Linked DNA regions of Mus musculus: region 1 is linked to region 2. A link is a contact called in public Hi-C data. All regions are on one chromosome and are shown on one strand. Each heading gives the region's core, a stretch centred on a gene start, on an enhancer-like site or on the middle of the called end of the contact. The rest is flanking DNA. Distances are from core to core; before and after follow the strand shown.

The links. A called contact is a pair of places that touch in the nucleus more often than the background predicts.
Region 1: a Hi-C map of the HPC-7 cell line shows a contact between it and region 2, with 2.3 times the contacts expected there. The contact joins two enhancer-like sites. A contact is called at or near these places in 3 of 484 Hi-C or Micro-C datasets (3T3-L1-derived adipocytes, the HPC-7 cell line and the MC3T3-E1 cell line).

The regions. Positions count from the first base shown.
Region 1 is chr17:75,535,054-75,538,500 of GRCm38.p6, reverse strand. Fam98a (family with sequence similarity 98, member A) reads left to right here. Exons shown (of 8, transcript NM_133747.2): 8 at 1-1,415. The coding sequence ends at 299. Among named protein-coding and RNA genes, the nearest start is that of Fam98a, 15 kb to the left of the region's middle. Within about 2 kb of position 1,655, at least 29 of the 459 cell types and tissues checked have an H3K27ac peak or open chromatin away from gene starts, as enhancers often do. A contact at or near this core is called in the HPC-7 cell line, where this site is marked.
Region 2 is chr17:75,279,621-75,283,047 of GRCm38.p6, reverse strand. Ltbp1 (latent transforming growth factor beta binding protein 1) reads right to left here. Exons shown (of 34, transcript NM_019919.4): 14 at 621-720; 15 at 30-128. Among named protein-coding and RNA genes, the nearest start is that of Rasgrp3, 150 kb to the left of the region's middle. Within about 2 kb of position 1,472, at least 3 of the 459 cell types and tissues checked have an H3K27ac peak or open chromatin away from gene starts, as enhancers often do. A contact at or near this core is called in the HPC-7 cell line, where this site is marked.

The DNA of each region.
Region 1 (3,447 bases), core at 406-2,905, 260 kb before region 2:
AAGCTGGTGGCTATGGTGGTTTCCAGACATCTTCATATACAGGAAGTGGCTACCAGGGCGGTGGATACCAGCAAGACAATAGATACCAAGATGGTGGGCACCATGGTGAACGAGGCAGTGGTCGTGGGGGAAGAGGTGGTCGAGGGGGTCGGGGAGGACGTGGAAGCCAGGGAGGAGGCTGGGGAGGAAGAGGGAGCCAGACTTATCATCAAGGGGGCCAGTTTGAACAGCACTTCCAACATGGAGGCTATCAGTATAGTCATTCTGGATTTGGACAAGGAAGACATTATACTAGTTGAGGCTACAGAAACTCACATTTTGCTAGAGCTCAAGTAATAGAAACTTAGTTTCAGAATCCTGAATCCAACATCTATTTGGAATGAATGTAAGACCACAGGTAGCAGGCATACTCCTGCTTAGGATAACCATTTGCTGGTCTTCATTCAATTCTTTCTCTCTTTTTATTACTAAACAGTTTTACATAACACTGTTTATTTAAGAAACATATCTCTTCTTTCTATGAAAAACAAATTTTAAAGGCAATTTAAGTTGCCTTTAGTTGACCGGTAAACTAATCCAGTTGGAACATACATGCTTTTTTGAAGAAATTACTTGAATAAAATAGTTTTCACATTTTCAATATGCAAGTTTTGAAAATGAGGATTTGCCTGGACTTTTTTATATTTAATGCTGGGAAACCTTCCTCATATTAACAACCCATGTATGTTTTTCGTAAGCTACCTTCTGATGTCTATTCTCCGAGCATAGCTCTGCCCTGATTGGCATTTTATTCAGAGAGATGTTTGTCACCTTTCTTTTTGGTAGACCTGTTGGGTTGGTTCCTATTACATGAGCTCTTTTGCAGATAGCACATTCAGTAGCCTTATCCTGTTGGTGGAATACTGTACCATATGCTCCTCCAAAACCCATGAACACGGCCAAAACCCATAAAAACAACAAAAGCAAACTAAGTCAAGAACCGTAGTATCTGTAGGCACTTAGTTAAGTATAGCAACTCAAACCAGACCTGCATCCATCCGAGACAAACGTTCCTCCTTCACCCTTGTTTTTACTTGAAATTCGCTAGAAGAAATGGCGAGCAGACATCTGTTCCATGCACTAGTTAATGCTACTGGCTCAGCATATACAAGTTAGCTTGCTTTAGGCAAGGGACCTTTCTTGTGATGGACGTGCACTACGAAGTGAGATGGAGTCCTGCTCCGTGCAGGAGGCCCTTCATTATTGCTGCAGAAGACAGAAGCCTGGCTGAGTCACTCTCCACGTCTATCCTGAAATCACTCAATGCTTCTGCCGGGTTTTTGTACATGTAAACACTGTCAAGCTGTGAAAGAAAGTGGCTGGAGGTGTGTTTGGTGTGAGAGGTGAGCAATAAAGTACCTGCACATTCTCTCCTTGCTCTGGGAGTTTTCTTTTAGCTATTTTCATACCAGATTGTGCGTTTGTGTCAGGTTTATGGAGTAAGGCTTTTGTTCCTGAATGGTATTTCCTTAAGTAGAAGGTAGCCCTTTTTCTGGAAACTGAAACAAACTGGGAGGGGGAAAAGCTATTTCCACATTTACCTTATTTATAACAGTACGGCTAGAAAGCCTTCCTCTGACTCTGTCCACTGGGTGTAGCTGTTGCTACACATGTTAGGCAAGATGCAGTAATGCCCCTCCCTAACCTCAGAGGGTTTGTTTCCCGTTCTCCCTAAAAGCAGACGTGGTTTTCTTAGAAGAAAGTGACCTGGAAACTACAAAGTACTTATTAGAGAAATGGTATCTTCTGCTAAGTGGACCATCTTTAAGGTTTATTATGGTGTGATGTGTGTGTGTGTGTGTGTGTGTGTGTGTGTGTGTGTGTGTGAGTGAGTGGAGCATGTATGTATCTTAAGGTCACAGGGCAACTTTCGGGTGTTGGTTACTCCCTCCAACAGAGGGAGCTGGGAGGTCAAATTTGCATCCGTCAGTAATCAGGCCTGAGCAGATAGATACCTTACTCTGAGCCATCTCACAGGCCCCCAAGGGGTCTTATCTTTAAAATACTTTACTATTGAAATAGGGGTTTTATGATAACTAAAACTATCCTTGAAAGACCAATATGATCCTTTTATTCATTTTAGCAAATTTCAGCTACCTTTTGTGATTGCAAGATGTTCAAAATGCTTTATTAAAATGAATTAGAGTGTAGGCTTTCTCTTAAACAGCAGTGAATACATAGGTTTACTGTAGGTGGTTCCTCTTACCTCAGGTAGATACTTGCTTTGTTTCCGTAATCCAGGACTCCAGAGTCTTCCTCCCACTAGACTTACTCTTGACAGGTAGAATTTTGATTTATTATTACAAGGTTGTTTTCTCAGGCATGATCTTTTGAGAACAAATGGTAGATTTCTCCACAGTGACCTTAAGTTTTTCATCCTTGTTTATGATTTAAACTAGACATTGTTCTCCACATTGAGAAGCCATAGAAGAATTTAGTTTCTCCCCTTGACCATAAATTCTCTAGATAAGATATCCTAGCCACCAACATTACCACATTAGCATTGTTGGGTTTTGCAGAGAATGTTCCCTTAAATGATGGCATATTCTGTTTTCACTTGTTTTCTTTGTGTTTGGAATCACAATATGTCAAAACTGGCCTCAAACTCTTGGGCTCACCCCAGCCTCCCAAACACGTGGCTCTACAGGCAAATGCCACCAACCATACCGCAGCTGATCTTGTAGACTCTCTTAACCTTGTGGTCAGTAGTGATTTACCTGGGGTAAGGCATATGGGGATTTCTTTGAGAATCAAGATTTTTCACATGAACCACTAAGCCATCTGTGGAACAAGCCGGGTAGGCCTATACATTGTTCCACCCAAGATCAGGAGCTGGAACCGGGAGTCTGTGCTGAGAACTCTTGAGCCCTGCCATGGGTGGGTCCTGTACCTTTAATGTGTAGAACCAGTCTGGCTGATGTCCGGCTGCACCAGACACAGACTGAGTCTGCCTATCAGGACTCGAACCACTTCTACATGCTCGGAACTGATTGCCACTGGCCAAATCACCTTTTCCCCCAAGCGTTTCCCATCTTTATTTCTGTTGTATGGGTTCTTCCTAAACTCAGCTGATGTCCTTTTAGTTTTTTAACCCAGAGTGACCTTATACTGACCCTCCTCCATCCAATTCTCAAGTGCTGAAATTACAGGCATGCACCATGTCCTCAGGCCTTGTAAAAGTATCTTTGAGTTTACCTAGGTAGAAAAATAGATTCAGGCTGTGCTCATTACCACATACGGGGCTCTGTAAGACTTCTCCCTGATCTTATTTTATTCCTCCTTAGCATGACTATAGTTAGAAATATTCCTCTTGTTCAGTGACACAGCAATAAAAACTGGTGTGTACCAGTTTGGAAACTGTGTAATTCATCTAATTCATGGACTAGAGTAGGGACTAGGTTTAAGGGG
Region 2 (3,427 bases), core at 223-2,722:
CTGCACAATGCAGCAAACACTCCACTGACCTGTTACTTGCGTAGGAGCAATCACTTGGCTGGCACTGGATGTGGAAGCTTCAGGAGCTACTTCCACAGGCACAGGAGGGGATGTCTTTTCAACCACTACTGCACGAGGAAGAGGGAAAGGAAAATTAAATCTCGGCATGCACACTGGCATCCTTGTGCAAAATGCAAGTATGACTTCATCTAAAAAATAACACTAGCCCTCTTCAGGAACTGACAATCATCCTGAAAGCGAACGGTACTAAGTCTGAGTTCAAAACATGACCACTTGATAAATAAGAAGTTCCACTATTTGCACACTGTATACAACACAAAAGCATAGTATACTATATAGAACTGATCTTTTTCCACATATACTACTCTTCTCAAAGCAACGATATTTCTAGTATAGGAATGTACTTCAATGTACTGAGATAAATTTCATGACAAATTTAAAGATACAGCCCAATGATTTGTTAAACACAAAGACACACACACACAGACACACACACACAGACACAGACACACAGACACAGACACACACACACACACACACACACCATTATGAATTTCTTCAGAATACCCCTATAAACAGCACATTTCAGCACAGGTTACCTGGAAACTGTGGGTGCAGATGAATAGTTGAAACCCCTGGGGAGAGCTGGGGTTGCCCAGGTTCAAGTCTGGTTTTCTCTTGATCCAGTGAAGGTATTTCCTGGGTAGTTGTTTTTGAGAGAGAGAGAGAGAGAGAGAGAGAGAGAGAGAGAGAGAGAGAGAGAGAGAGAGAGAGAGGCGCAGAAACAAAGCAGGAATTACTTTTCTTTTCCCATGTAGTGTTAGTTTTTATTTAATTAATTATACTCTCAGCAAGGCAAAACTATCGCAAGATCAGACACACACCTACATATGTGGCTTTAAAATATTGTGCTGCTACAATGTCAACTTCTTATTTTTCGCGGCCATGCTATTTATCTACACTCATGCTCTCATCCATTTACTTGGTGTTCAAAGTCAAATCTTGAAAACAGGACCTCGGCTCAGGGCTCCACATTTGATCTGAACTGGGCAACTCTAACCCTAATTGGGGACTAAATATCCACATCGTTTAAAAGTGACTCTGCCTCCCAGCCACATTTTGTAGATAATATGATTGATGTAACAACTGAGCCATAAAGAAGACCCACTAAGCTGAAGTACTCAAGTCAGACAGTTGTCACTGTGGCCTTGTTTAGGCCACATCTAACAGGTTAACCTTCCCAGATCTCTCTCGGCAGTGGTAGGCTACCATAGCAACAACAGCTTGCAGTCTTAGAAGACTCGTGGCTTCCCAACTGGACCTCAAGCACAAAGGGAAGAAAAATAAAATCCATCCATCATCACGGCTCAGCTTTCAACTGTAGCTCTGTAGGGGCTCATGCCAATGGGACACTTGGTCTAGTTAAGTAAGGATCTGGGCTTTTACTCATATCAGCATGGGGCCAGAGAGCTCAGGACACCTCATTAAGTGCATTCATCAAGTTACTTCCTCACTGTTAGCCAACATCTCGCCTCTTGGGCTTAACTTGCAGAAAGCCCACTTCCTGACATGCAGTTCACTCTTGCCCTATCTCCCGGCCTTTGTTATTACCTTCCATGCTTTGACTGTAGATTCCCTCACAGACAGTTTCATCGAAACCCAACTTTGGAAGTATGAATTCCTACAGACTAACTCTGGACATGCTACAAATTCCTCATACTCCCCCACAGTGGTTACCCTTTTCTTTCTTTCCTTCCTTCCTTCCTTCCTTCCTTCCTTCCTTCCTTCCTTCCTTCCTTCCTTCCTTCCTTCCTTCCTTCCTCCCTCCCTCCCTCCCTCTCTCCCTCCCTTCCTTCCTTCCTTCCTTTTTGTTTTTTATGAGATAGACTTTCTTTGTGTAGCCTTAGCTGAACTATAGCTTGCTCCATAGACCAGGCTGGTTTTGAATGCACAGAGAACTGCCTGCCTCTGCCTCCAGAAAGCTAGGATTAAAGATGCCCCACAACAGCCCAGTGGTCCACCCTTTCCTCGTCCATAGTCCTCAGTGTTACAGTCTAGACTTCTTTTCTCATGCTCAGCTGATTGCATCATATAATTGTCCTCTCAAGCTACCACTTTCTCTACCTCAGTTGCTCTTGCAATAGTTCTAGGAATCATTAATCACTCATGACATTTCCCCACATACCCTCCTCTCCATATGAAGGCAGGGCTGTTACTTGTTAGAGGTGGCCTCCATCAGTCTCTGTGTCCTCTTCCCAGGAGCCCATGGCACACACCAATGAAGAACAGCCCAGGATCAAGCACTAACTCAGTCCTGTGGTTTACAGCAGAATCTTCCCACCCCCCTTAGGTGTAGCCTTCCTAATCAGCACCACTTCACTGCTTGCCAGGCAGGAACCCAGTTCAGCAGCTACTACCCCACCGATGACAAGTGTCGTTCCAGCCCGTCAAAGCAGGACCATGTTCCCTCTCTAACAGAATCTTTGTTGCTCCTTTCTAAACCTTCCCACATAAATGTCTCATTCTTGAACTAAGCTCTTTTCTCCACATCTTCCTTCAAGGTGGTGAGAACTTTGTAAAGTTTTAATACTAAACAGATCTTCATTCCATTGCCTACCCTGACTACTCCCTTTTAAATTAAAATGAAGTTAAGAGTATACAAGGAGAATGGTCAAATAAAGTTAAGACTATGTAAGAAAAATGTTCACTATCTCTTTCTGATTCAATACCCCCTCCCACTACATGTGTATGTGTATGTGTGTGGGTGGGTGGGTGTTGCAGGTGCTCACACCCATGCACTAGCACATACGCGTGCACACACACTTGTGCTTGCCCATGCATCTTCATCTATGTCTGTGTGCATGTAGGGAACAGAGGTTGACATGAGGTCTCTTCCTAGCTCACTCTTCGCCTTATCTTTTGAGAAAGTCTCTTTTCTTTCAGAGTCTCAAGTACAGTTACAATTAACTATACCATAAACGAGAAGAACAGAGGTGAGTTGTGACAGGTTAGTATAGGCAGCTTTCTGGAATACTTATAAGCCCAGTGATTTCTCCCTTGTATCATTTAGAACTAAGCTCAAAATCAACAAATTTGCATGCTACTGTATATGACCAATCTTTCAAGATGTTATAGCCATGGAAGCCAAATATGCAAATCTGTTGGACTTCTTTCAGACTCATTGTAGTATGATATCTCCCAATATACACATAAATCATTCCATAATCATCATTTCCTTCTTTGGGATTCTTATAACATGTGTATGAGAACATATGGTATACACTAACAATTGAAACACTATTTAAAAATTGTATATTTCTGCAGCTATCTATCTGTCAAGCAAGTTTTAAAACCTAATATACTTTTGGCAATGGAATGAATGATATATAAGTGAAAGCCATTTAAT